Regions from separate parts of the Mus musculus genome. Here region 2 is linked to region 1. Evidence: chromatin contacts called from public Hi-C data. All regions are on one chromosome and are shown on one strand. The core of a region is the stretch at or near the end of the contact, and the rest is flanking DNA. Distances in the headings are between cores, read along the strand shown. Region 1 has its middle 43 kb from the start of Gm36520. Region 2 has its middle 93 kb from the start of Gm36603.

Region 1 (6,629 bases), core at 2,978-5,477:
TTATTTATTTTTCATTTTTTAAAGAGAAGAACTCACTAAATTAACCAGACATAACCTTAAATTTCTTCATGAAAATGCTCTGTTCTTGCTGCGGGATGTTCTTGCTTGAGGCTGTGTAAAATCTATCTGCTTTCTTGACCTTTTCTAATGAAGGGCCTCTGCAAAGTTACCTCTCATTAAAAAAAAAAAATCATAGAAAACAAACAAAAAAACATTCTCAGGTTCAATGTCTCCTAGGCTGTGTTACACCATCAATACTCCGTGAGTGGAAGTTTTTATTTTTGTCTGCTTGGGGATTTTTCTTTGTATGTTCTGGTTTGGTTTTTCCAAACAGGGTTTCTCCATGTAGCCCTGGCTGTCCTGGAACTCACTCTGTAAACCAGGCTGGCCTCGAACTCAGAAATAATCTTGTCTCTGCCTCCAAAGTGCTGGGGTTAAAGGCCCCGTTCCACCACCGTAAATGTTGTTTTAACAGTGAGCTTGGATCCTGGAGCTGTCCCTTGGCTGACTGTGGGAACATTTGTTCTTGATCTATTATCTTCTTAAACAGTGGTGCCCATGGCAGATTGTGCTTGTTAACGAGGCTCAGTGTGAACGTCCTAGAGCAAGGTTAACTACACGAGGTAAAGCCCGGTCTGTCATGGAGAGGAAGCCAGGCGAGGCAGAGTCTGTAGCACTATGGACGACGAATCCCAAAGTACGGGTCTTCTAGTGCAGCACATTCAAAGTGGACTTGTACGCAGTTTCCTTATCCAGAAGAACCAGCAGCATCCGAAGTTCCAAGGCAACGCTTGCCACTCTTCTGTTCCTCTACATAACAATCAGGGTGCCTCCTCTCTAGCCCTGGTCCGTTATTACTTCCAGGAGGACACTGAAGGACAAGAACAACGGCCTCTCAAGTTATCCATCCAGAGGAGTGTGCAAAGCTGTTGCACTTCACGACAGCATGTGCTCCTGGGACAGAGGTGAGAATCCAAGCACAGGAGATCCCGTGCGCGCTTTTAAAGTAGATATGGATGTGTAATAGGAATGTATGTTCTGCTTTCCAACTGTATGGCCAATTTGATCTTGTGTGTTTGTGTGTGTGTGTGTATGCTGATGTCATTTCCCAGGCATTGTCCACCTCTTTTGGTTTTTGCTTGTTTGTTTGTTTTTGGGTTTGTTTTGCTTTGCATTAGGATATCTCACTGGCCTGGCATTCACCAGATAGGCTAGACAACCAGGGGTAGCGAGCACCAGGGAGCCTCTTGTCTCATGCTCCCAAACACTGGGATCACAGAGCATGTCACCACTCCAGAGCTGTTTACATGGTTTGGGGTATGGAGCTCAGATCCCCACATCTGTGAGATAAGCACCTTACTGACCCAGCCATCTTCCCAGTCACGACCTAATCTCTTTATTGCAGAAGTAATTAAGACTCATTTTAAAAATCAAATACAACAGGAGGGAAGTGTCTATAATCCGTCTGCCTACACATGATCAGTGTTGGCTGCTCAGTGCCGCTGCCATTCCAGAGCCTACATTTATATTTTTAAAAAGCCCAAGCCCTGGATGTAAGGCTTGGAACCTCTTTTATATACTAGCTAGCTAGCGATGAGATTCTTCACCGTTTATGCAGTGAACTCCTTTTCATGTAGATCGATACCATTCTAGATAAAGGCAGAGCATATTATAAAAGTTATGCAAATATGCGTAAGATATGTATGTTTGTGCTGATGTTCTTTTAGAAACAGGATCTCATGAGACCAGACTGGCTTTGAACTGGCTGTGAATGACCTTGAACCTCTGATCTTCCTGCCTCCACCTCCCAAGTACTGAGAATACAGGTGTCAGTCCCATACACCTACCCTACCAATATATTTTTGCCATTTCTTTTTCTTGTCTTTTCTCTTTCCCCTCTTTTCTTCCTCCTCTTCCTCCCCTTTCCCTTCTCCCTCTCCCCCTCCCCTTCCCCCTCTCCCCCCTCCCCTTTCCCCTCCCCCTTCCCTTCCCCCCTCCCCCTCCTCCTTCCCTTCTCCCTCCCCCTCCTCCTCCCCTCCCCCTCCCCTCCCCCTGTCCCCTCTCTCTGTATGCACATTTGTGTGTGTGTGCATACGCAAACTAGAGGACAAGGTCTAGTGTTTTGCTCAGTTGCTCTCCGAGTTGTATTTTTGGCAGACTTTCTAACAAAGCATGAAGTTCTGCAGTTTCTCTAGACTGATTGACCGCTTGGTGTGTCTCCCCAGTGATGGGTTACAGACACACAGTGCTGTGCCCAGCTTTCTCTGTGGACAATGAGGGGCTCAGTTCTCATGCTGGTGCAGCAAGCATTTTGTCCTTTGAGTTCTATCCCCAGACCTTGATGTGTTTTTAAATGCCTTGTCAATATCCAAGCCCATGTTTCCAAATGGGGAAATAATTAGTTCTTATGAACACAATAATTATTATTGCCTTATCACTTTGTTAGAGATTTCAAAGGTAAAGTCATTAATCTTTTTTAAAATGTGGATTTATTTAAATATTTTATAACTCTTCCCTTTCATTTATTTTATTCTTAGCATTTCATTTTATTTTGACTTACAGGAGAGAAATGTTTAAATTTCTATAAGCATAGCTATAAATACTTTGCTTTATTATTTTTGCCTTGTCATGCTTTATAAACTCCCTATACTCTCAAATTATGTAAATATATTCATCAAGTATTGCAGTATCTGTGAGCAAATGTATGTGTTCACACAGACAGAAGTTATTTTTAAAATCTTTTATTTCTACGTGTATGTGTGTATGTGTGTGTGTGTGTGTGTGTGTGTGTGTGTGTGTGCGCGCGCGCAGTGCCTTTAGAGACCAGAAGAGGGCATAAGACCCCAGGAAATTGGAGCTACAGGCAGTTGTGAGATGCATAAACGTGGGTGCTGGGGATTGAACCCAGGTCCTGGCAGGAGCAGAGTATTCTTACTGCTAAGCCATCACTTTAGCTCCTAATGCAGACGTTATTTGTGTATAAGGTTATAAACACTTGGTAATATTTTTCAAAGACCCAGAAATATCAGCTCTGGTATATTTTCTGATTTCCATTTATTTGTCTGTTTTATTGATCAATTACTTATTTACTTACTTTTTTACTTAGTCCTGAGTAGGTTGAAGCAAATTTCAAGTTATTTAACTACCTGTGGCCTTTCCAAGGCTTTCTTGGACTTGAATTCTATTATTAAAAAATTTCTGTAGAAATGGCATTTGTACCTCTCAGGCTGGGGCAATGGATCAGCAAGTAAGTACACACATGCTGCACACATGAGCACCTGAATGTGGAATTCCAGTAGCCGTGCAAAGGGCCAGGCACGGCTGCACAACTGTGACCCAAGCATTGGGGGATGAAGACACATGGGTCCTGAGAGCTCTGTGAAAGTAAGATGGAGAAGACACCAAACATCGCACTCTGGTCTCCACACGTGCATGGGTAGGTACACATGCACATTTGCACGCATGAACAACACACACATGCACACACACGCACACACACACACACACACACACATGCGCACCTCTCTTCAGGCTTTCTTTGGGCCCTCTTAGCCTCTTACTGTGGCATATCAATATGCCTTCAGGCGCCCTTTCAGTTTTGCACTTGTGGAGACCATGACTTGAGTCCTTAATTGGAATGATCCTTGTGGTCCCTCACCAGTCCTTACAGAGTGCTGCCCTGTCTCGAATGCCAGCTACCAACCTTGACTCCCACTTCCTTCCTCATGGATCTTGAGCAACTCACCTAATTCTCTCAAAATCTTGGTTTCCGAATCTGTAAAGTGGAACTAATAACAACCTTCCTTAGCTATTTCACAACATTATTGCAAGGATCAAATAAGATCAGGGCCATAAAAGTGCTTAGTAAGCTATAAATCAATACACAAACATAAGGTGTTATTATTTCCCTTTTATTTGGCATTGTAAAGGACAATGTGTGTGTGTGGTTGAAGCACTAAGAATCACGTCTTAGACCATAAACATCCCAGGTCATAAAGTGCAGCCCTTTCCATAGGTGAAGCCTCACAGTTGCTCTGTGCTATTTCTGCTCACACCCACTGTGACCCGCTCTGTCTTTGAGGGATTCACATTTTCTCTTGTGTAGTATTTCTTTACCACTTCTCTTTTCCCTCCCACTCTTTTCTTAGAAACCTGCTCAGCGACCTGGTTGAAGAGCATAGAGGCTGTGGTTAGCAGGCAGGACAGATAGAAGCCAGGAAACAAGGACTCATGAGAGGTCCACCTAGTCTGTGTGACCACACCTGAAACCGGATGCTAGAAGTGCAGAGAACAGATTATCCCGTCTGCAGAAAGCTGGCTAGAACAGAGAATGTCGCAAGTGAAACAAGCCACATTGGGGAGGACAGATCTGTTCTCTCCTCTATGGGGAATCGAGGGTGTTCTGTTTGCAGTTTCATTGATTTCTGTAGAGGATATCTATCTGTGCATTCACGAAAGTCAGAGATCAATTCGTATGAGTCAGCTTTCTCCTTCCCCGATGTGGGTCCCAGGGATCAAACGTAGGTAGTCAGGCTTGGAAGGCAACTTGTGCCTTTTCCCCAGTGAGCCATCTCTGAGCTTTAAGCTGTTGTTTTAAAGAACTGAAAGGACAGATTTAGGAGGAAAGAGACCTTTCCTACTAAGGAAGGGAAGGGACACAGCCAAAAGCAGTGGGGGAGGGCTTAAAACTAAAGTACATGGCACACACGCATATGAAAATATAATAATGGCCTCCTTCCCCTTTTTACCATAAATATACACCAATTTTAAAAACTTGGCTACTAGAGTCATGTGGAGGGACCATTCCAAGAGACAGACTGGTTCCAGCACACTTAAGTGAAGCTTGCTGCAGCCTTACCTGTGAGCGTAGGTAAACAGGCTGGAGAACGGGAATCTTCAGTCTCACTCTTCACTGAAGCCCAACTGTTTCATCTCTTCAAGTGAAAGAAGCTACACTAAATGTAAATGAACTGGAGTTTTGGTTCTGCCTCTGCAATAAACAACCCCTGACTGAAGGGTTTGGGCCCTGGCTTTTACTTTCCTCTTTTCTGCCTAAGGAAATTGAAGGAGGTAGACTTTGGGACTCCAACAGCCTTCCTCAGCATGGTTTATGGAAGAAGAAAAAAACATTTCCTAGCTCTGCAACTTTGAGCAAACTCTATAAGTTCTGTGAACCTTGCTCTTCTTCTCTAGAACGTGGGGCAAGAATCCATCTTATAAGACTGTCTGGAGATTTATTGATGAATGCCACGTAAGAGCTCTTGGGACTTAGGTGATGTCTCCATGGGTATAACATTAACCTTTCAAGTGTCATTTCGAATCCCACTTAAAGCTGGGCACAGTAACACACACCTGTATTGCAGTTCAGAGGGAGCTGGAGACAGGAGAGTCCACAAAAGCTAGCCTGGTGCATAAAACAGTGATCCACAGAGAGACAACTGTCTCCAACACGGTGGGAGGCACGGGCCAACATCTACATCTGCCCTCTGACCTCCACACATGCATGCACTCATGCACATGTGTGCACACACGCTTGCACACACACACACACACACACACACACACACACACACACACACAGCCCAGAGCAACTTCTCTGCCCGCCTTAGGTAGAATATTTATTTCCAGATTCTCATATAGTGAATTATCTAAGTATCTTCTTATGTTTATGTCTTAAATGTTGTCACTATTTCCTTCCTTCCTTCCTTCCTTCCTTCCTTCCTTCCTTCCTTCCTTCCTCCCTTCCTCCCTTCCTCCCTTCCTCCCTTCCTCCCTCCCTCCCCTTCTCCCTGCCACCCCCCCCTTTCTTTCTTTCTAACCCCAAACTGAGATTTAATTTCCATCCCCTTTGTTCTGCACTCTGGGACTGTGGCAACTGCAGCCCTGTTATCAGGAGTAACTGGATCTGTGGTTCTTATCTAGGGCCTGTTGACTAGATTAGGAGGTCAAAGTGTGCATCCCGTTGCCTCAGCCACACACACACTCTCTAAACCTCCTCTTGGTCAGTGCTCCCTTTGCATAGCACATTGGTCCTCCTTTTGCTCGTGCAGTGATTGTTGCACAGTTAGAGACCAGATGTGCCATCTCACAGAGGAAAGAGGGCCACATTTCAATAGGACTTCGTCAGCCCTCCAGCCACCATGTCACCATGTCACCTACTGAGTGAGCTCTCTCCTTTGTGCACAGGATGGAAATGTCCACGAAGAACTGAGAGATAAGATTCCTGGAAGCAGAAGTGAACAGGTTATAACAGAAGATGGCTTTGAAATACGGTTGTGTTGAGTCCTGGGTGAAGAACCCACATCAGGAGAATCCTGCAAAGCTGCCAGAAGCTGTCAGAAACAAGGAAGTGTCCAGGGAAGGGTTGAATGCCAGAGCTAGAGACACTGCAGTGTCCCAGAAGATAATGCACGTTTCCTTCTGGTCACGATAGCCTGAGATTCACAAAGGCCCTTCTCCCACCCAGTTCTGATTCACTGTATAAATATATCATTCACCCTTCTGTAGACACACTTCTCTACCTGAAAGTAAGGGGTTTGGGCTTTCTATTGAAGGGAATTTGAGGACATTCTCTTCCTTGACCTATAAAATCAAGGACTGGGAACACTGTCAAATCACTCTTTAAGTGA
Region 2 (6,890 bases), core at 2,999-5,498, 120 kb before region 1:
TCTGCCATTGTTACATTTCCAAAGGTCCACACATGCAGATCGCTTTATCTAATGGACATGTGGTGACATGAAACGGCTTTTTCTGAAGCCTTTGACTGGGTAGGATTCTTGCTTGCCCCCTCCCGTCTTCTGTCAGAGGCGGTATTAGCAGAAAGCTGTGCCTAAGTGGATTATTGCTGCATAGCTATAACCTAGTTCCTTTTATGTAAAAAAAAAAAAATTCCAAAATGGTAATTATAGGTAATTACTACAGCAGAAACCTCAGTCTGTTCACCTTCTAACCCAAAGCAAGTTCATCTAGAAGTCAACTTCTGCAGATGGCGGCTAGTTTTAAACAGATCCTGGGTTCTCGACCCTTCTTCACTGTGCGTGGAACGAAGCACTTCTCAGTCTCCCCTTGGCTGCCATTTGTGGGGTGTTGCTTACTACCGACAGGAAAATATTTGCAAACCACCATCCTGTTGGTGCTGCGGATGCTCCAGGATTCTTGTACGGTGCAACCAACTCACAGGCAATGGTTAGGAGAGGGTTGAATGTCTGTCTCTTTATGTGAGTGTGCGTGAATGGATTGGACCCAGGTTGTCACTCAGAAGAGACACAGAGTTCTACCTCGTCACTGCCCAGGTGAACAGGACATGGAAGCTGTCTCTTTGCTGCCAACTTGGAGCGTGCTTCCTGACATGATTGTGTAAAGACACTTGCTAAAAATATAAAGGACTCCCGGAGCAAGTTACGCAAGCAGTCCGATTTCCTAAGCGGCTGAGTGGGGATCCTGTCCCCGGTGTGGAACTGTAGGATTAAGCCAAAGGGAGCATTTAAAGAGTCCAGCATGATGCCTGGTGTATTCGGAGAGGGTGGCATATGCTAATTGTTTTTCAGTCTCCTCTTAGCTAGAGGCCTTAGTCTGGCTATTTTTATGCGATGCTCCAGCTTCTAACATTTTCCAAGATAAATAACAATTTTTCCTGATCAGTTACTACTATAAGCAAACACTGTCATTCACTGCCTGTCCCATTTGGTCATTTGTTTGAGTCATCCAATCAGAGCAAACCCTGGCGCTGCTGTTCGAAGCTGGACTTGGGTGGTCCCCTGTCATTCAAATGCCCTGGTCTAGTACGACAGACGTAAGCTCCGAACATGTAACCTTCAGATTTTTGTCCTTTGAGACAACTCAGGAAACTTTGCAGATGTCGCCAAGGTAGACAAAGGCTTATGAATCTCCGGGTCAGAAATGGTTCCCCAGGCTCCTGACTTTCCTGCAACCGTCCATGTTGTCTGCAAGACTTCTCACATGTTAACTAAACAGTTGAAAATTTAAGTCTCAGGCCAGATGTGGTAGCAAAAGCCTTTAATCCACATGCTAGAGTCAGGCGCTCAAAGCCAGGGTGGTATACATGGTTAGGACCGCCAGGAATATATAGCAAGACTTCGTGTGTGTGTGTGTGGGGGGGTGGTGGTGGAGAAAAACAAAACAAACAAACAAACAAAAAACAAATCAGATTCTTATTTATTTATTTATTTATTTATTTATTTATTGAGACAGGGTTTCTCTGTATATGCCTTGCTATCCTGAAACTCACTCTGTAGACCAGGCTGTCCTTGAACTCAGAGATCCACTTGCCTCCATCTTCTGAGTACTGGGATTAAAGGCGTGTACCGCAGCCGCCGCTGCCAACTCCGTCGCCGTCGCCCAGCACAAAAAGACAATCTTGTCTTACTTGATTATTATTTCTTAATAAAAAGTATGTTTTTAAGATAGTGTTTCACACAGCGCAGCCCAGCCCAGCCTTGAAACCCCTATGCTAATGGCCTTGAACTTCTGATCTCTGTGCCTCCATCACCCAAGTCCTGCGATTGTAGATGGGCATCTGGGTGCTGAGGGTGCCACTTAGGACTTCGTGCACGCTAGGCAAGTACTTTACCAACCGAACCTCATCACAGACCATGGAACCATTTTTTTTTTTACAAGTAATTAGAAATATGGCTTATGCTAACAGAGGTCCTTAAAGATGAACTTTGCAGGTGACTGTATGTTTTCTTTTTCTCAGGACAAATTCAGTTTAAGTTGAAATTATTAAAAACATCCGTTTTCTCTACAGTTTTTCCAATGTGCACAATAAGTGAGTGTACCCATTTGACAATGTGCTGGACTTCCTACGGCAGGCTACTAGATTCCGCCACTGCTATGTGGTCTCACACGGGCTCCAGACCTGCAGAATTATGACTGCTGACATGACATAGGCCATTGAGCCTTCTCCACAATGGTCCCACTGTAAACAGCTGAATCTGCAAATGTCAGGGCTCTGCCACTTAGACACCCACCGAGCCACATCTGTCTGTGCAGAGCGGAGCGGCTCTCTCAGATGGGATCCTGCACTCTTTCAGCAGGCTGACTCCCACTTCGTTCAGAAGGCTTCCCCAGTGTTTGAGGTTACATCCTATCACCACGTTTTTTTATGGCCTCAGAGCCCGGCCCAAGAAGTTCTTTTTTTCTGCCCACAAACCGTATTGTTGCTCAAGTGTGCTTCTTAAAACAATGAATATGTAACTCATTAGATGCCCAGAAGGGACGGGAGATGTAAGGATCTAACTTTATTCACTGACACAGATTGCAGAGACACACAAAGCCTGCTCAGATCCTTTGTAAAATTTGGAGTCAGAGACACACACACCGCCTCCATTCCTACCCGCAGATGTTTACTGACTGATAGATGGCAGGGTCTGTATGCCATATGCAGGCAAGCTAAACACCATTGACCTTGACAGGAGGTATATATTTTTTCTGAGGTACATTTAGAGGGAGAAGTCTCTCTGCAGAGATGGTGTAGATGTATTGTTAATATGAATTGAGCTGTCCGGGTACTACCCTCCCTGTTCGTTACCTAAGCTACCAGCAGGAGGGAAAGCCATGCCACTAACTCAGGAAACCGTGTCTTAACCACGAACAAATAAGACAAGCTATATTGCCTTCTATTCCATCTTAATTGCATCACATGTAGATTAATATCCACACTTTTCTCACTCCTAACATAAGCAGTAGGGAGTGCTTACAGCGGACATGTAACATTCCCTGTTCACTGTGAACTTCTACCCTTTTACATACGATGTAACTATTTGATTCTAGCCAAACTTTGATGAGGTGAGCATCATTCTTATTAATTTAGAAGCAAAGAAAACGAGGCTCAGAGAGCCATGGCCAGGCAGCCAGTGGTTCTAAGGTCTAGAAGCAAAGAAAACGAGGCTCAGAGAGCCATGGCCAGGCAGCCAGCGGTTCTAAGGTCTGACTTCAGAGTCTGTCTAAATGGTGAGCAGCCTGCCCCCCTCCTCTTCTGCAACAGTCTAGAAAGGAATCAGAGGGTCGCAGCTCACAGAACCATCTCCCATAAAATCACATAGCTTTGCTTGTCTGTCCATGGATCTTTGATACCAGCTAGCCTGTAAGAATCCAGGTTCCTTAGTCACAATATAGCTACCCTTTACTTCTTTTGTTTTGTTTTATATATATATTGGGAGGAGGGGGTCCAGACAGGGTTTCTCTGTGTAGCCCTGGCTGTCCTGGAACTCACTTTGTAGACCAGGCTGGCCTCGAACTCAGAAATCCGTCTGCCTCTGCCTCCTGAGTGCTGGGATTAAAGGTGTGCGCCACCACGCCCGGCTTGTTTTATATTTTTAATTTATTTTTATTTATATGAGTACCCTGTAGCTGTCTTCAGACACACCAGAAGAGGACATCAGGTCCCATTACAGATGGTTGTGAGCCACCATGCAGTTGCTGGGAGTTGAACCAGTGGGAGAGAACTGAGTGCTCTTAACCACTGAGCCATCTCTCCAGCCCCTTAGTCCTTTTGTTATCAGAACTATTTCCCAGTCGTCTCTGCCTGCTCCACCCAGTATCCCACCTCAGCTTCCTGAAGGAAAAAAGGACTTGGTTTAGGGACAAACAGGGGACAAGAAACAGACCTTGCCCAATCTCCCAAACCCATAAAACATTTTACCATGAGAGGAAGACAGAAATTTCTTGATCCTGACCAGTGAACAAAAGGTCACTGGATTCTCCCCGGAGAGGAATCTATACAGACTATGACAATGCTAGTTACAAATCACTTGGTCGCCCAGGGAACTGTGCTGGTGGGAACCCTGAACTCACGTACCTTAAGCAAATAAACAGATAAAGGGAAAAGCCACACCACAGCTCCAGCCAGCTGCCACACGATTATGAAACCTCTCCCGTCTTTAGTTAAATGTTGTAAGATAATTGATGGTTACATTTTTTTTCTTGTTTCTTGTGGTATTGTGGTCTTCCCCCTCAGAGGAGAGTCATCCTTTTAAGTGGGATCCAACAACCTTCCTCAAAGGCTGGAAGTCAAAACGGAGCCAACACTACTTTGAAATGGTATTTAATGTCAGGTTGGCAGCCTTAGGGAATATGAAGGTGTTTGCATTAGCGGCTTCCCCGCTTGGTTACATTGTTTGATTTTGTGTCAATGGCATGCCCGTTCGGGAGGTGTTTTATACGTGGTTAGCATAGGGGCTGCACACAGTATTTGCTCTAAGTAGGTTATTTTCTCTTTTTTCACCATAGTGAGGTAATTTAGGCCTCGGCATGGCTTTAAGATGCCATCTGGCACCCCAAGTGTCACACTTCCTGTTTGGTCTATGTTGTTGTGTGTGGTGTAAACATTAACACTGGCAGCTTTCGTGGTGTTGGCTTTGAAGTGACTTAGAGGAGAATTACTTCCACAGTCCGGTGCCTGTCTCCTTGCTTACAGAATCAGGTTAGGTGGCATATAGAAGGGTCTCAGGGGCATGCTATGACATAGAGCCACCATTTGACCAGCTCCCCTGAGGCCCTATCGAGACACAGCTGACTACTTTAGCAAGACACCCACGCTATCTCATGGATATTATTCCATCAGATGATACCGAAGAAGAAGGTAAACTTAAAAGAAAAATTTAGAGTCCACACAAGTGTAGGTTCTCTAGGACTTTCTAGGGAGATTTCCTGAGTGTGTAACTTTTGAGGCACATTCACAGGTCTCTCAAACACCAAGCACCTGTTTCCCTTCCTGCACCGGTGCCAGACTTCTCAGTGATCCTGTTTTGACACCATAAATGCCAAGATTTGTCCCAAAGTCCCCAAATGTCTTGCCCTATTTAGACTCTGCTGTGCTCTGGTCTATGCTTGGAATTTTCTTTTCTTTCGTATGAAATCGATTGCTTTTGTATCTTTAAAATTACGTTGTTTTTGCTCATTCTTTGAGAATTTTGCACAATATATCTATATCATATTCACCCCTCACTTATCCTCATAACAACTCCAAGATCGACCCCCATCCTCCTTGCTACCCTAACATCATGTCCCCTTGTATTAGTAACTCACCGAGTGAGGTTTGTGCAGCTCTTTCTGTGACCTTCGGTTCCACTTCCTTCTGTTGGTCAGGATCAGGTTGGTCTGTGAAGACTTTCCGACCCCCACAATCACATCACACCCCCTGCCTCCCTCTCTCCTCCTTGGTCCCTGAAGTGGCACTGAGGTGAGCTGTTCCGTGTTGGAGTTGAGTAGCCTTGGTTTTCCCCAGGGCCGTGAGGCTGGCGGAGGGAAAAGGCAGAACCAATTTAAGCAACTCACAGATCAAACCAAACTCAGAATTTCATTTCCATTAGCTCTGCCCGTAAATATTCTCCTAAGTTGATTTGCAATCCATCGACTTGGCCAGGTAGCTCACATTTTCCTATATTATAAATTACAATACCAATCACCCAGGAACAGTTGGGTCAATTTAAAAAGATTGATTTATTTAAATTTTCAAGTCTATGAGTTGTCTCCATGTGTGTATGTGCACCATGTGTGCCTGCACCTTAGAACAGGCCATTGGATCCCCTGGAATTGGAGTTCCAGGCAAAAACACTTAGACACATAAAATAAAATCAATACATCTTCTTAAAAAGCCAGTAAACAATAGCCAAAAATATTGAAAACAAACAAACAAACAAACACGTAAACAAAAACTCCCCACAGCAGTTTTTTAAGTCCACCCACTTTAAGCTTTGTATTTCTATTTTATTTTAAAGGTTTCTTTATTTTTTTCTTTATCATTGTTGTGAGACCTTCAAGCCAAGCTGCTTCAGAGTCAAAAGAGAACCTGAGTCTGCCCTTCCTGGCCACCTTCTGTTCTTCTTGCTCATGTTCTGTGACTTCTGGGTTTTGGTGTCAGCTGTTGACTCCCGACCCTGGATGTGTTTGTTGATTGACTTCTCAGGGTTCATCTGTTAGGGCTACAGTGTTCAGTGCCATACAGTCCTGCTTGCCGAATGAACACACTGCTGGTGAGACAAGGCAGGGCTTCCATAGGGCTGATGGTTACTGTTGCCAAGTGTCAACATTTCTTTTTTTAAGAGCACAACAAGAATCAAATGTAGGCTGTGGTTATAGTTTGGTGGTACAGCTCTTCTACAGCATGTACTAATCCTAGGATTTGATGCTCAGAACTGACCAAAAAAAAAAAAAAAAAAAAAAAAAAAAACCAAACTTGTGACCACAATACAGTAGTCAAAACAAAATCAATGTCTACAGTCCAAGCAAGCTACTATATACAAGGCACATATTTTGCTATATTTTATTTTACAGATTTGAACTTTCTAAATTTGTTTAACTTTTAAAACTTTTTTTATTTTTTGTTTTTATTTTCAAGACAAGATTTTTTTTTTTTTTTCTGTGTAGCCTTGGCTGTTCTGAAACCCTCTCTGTAGACCAGGCTGGCCTCAAACTCATAGAGATCTACCTGCCTCTGTTTCCCGAGTGCTTGGATTAAAGGTGTGCACTACCACTGCCCAGCTGGCTACTGTACAGTATTGAAAAAGTTAAATAGTGAGTAATCCTTTCAAATGAG

Evidence for each region. A called contact is a pair of places that touch in the nucleus more often than the background predicts.
Region 2: a Hi-C map of CD8 T cells shows a contact between it and region 1, with 1.9 times the contacts expected there. The contact joins two enhancer-like sites. A contact is called at or near these places in 2 of 15 datasets of contacts at CTCF or cohesin (large pre-B cells and pro-B cells), 22 of 484 Hi-C or Micro-C datasets (B cells, CD4 T cells, CD8 T cells and 9 more), 16 of 115 datasets of contacts at active chromatin or transcription factors (the 230-238 cell line, CD8 T cells, the SCID.adh cell line and 11 more) and 1 of 9 other capture datasets (embryonic stem cells).

What each region holds. Positions count from the first base shown.
Region 1 is chr3:130,891,984-130,898,612 of GRCm38.p6, reverse strand. No RefSeq gene overlaps it. Among named protein-coding and RNA genes, the nearest start is that of Gm36520, 43 kb to the right of the region's middle. Within about 2 kb of position 4,227, at least 11 of the 459 cell types and tissues checked have an H3K27ac peak or open chromatin away from gene starts, as enhancers often do. A contact at or near this core is called in CD8 T cells, the SCID.adh cell line and regulatory T cells, where this site is marked.
Region 2 is chr3:131,011,914-131,018,803 of GRCm38.p6, reverse strand. No RefSeq gene overlaps it. Among named protein-coding and RNA genes, the nearest start is that of Gm36603, 93 kb to the left of the region's middle. Within about 2 kb of position 4,248, at least 41 of the 459 cell types and tissues checked have an H3K27ac peak or open chromatin away from gene starts, as enhancers often do. A contact at or near this core is called in CD8 T cells, the SCID.adh cell line and regulatory T cells, where this site is marked.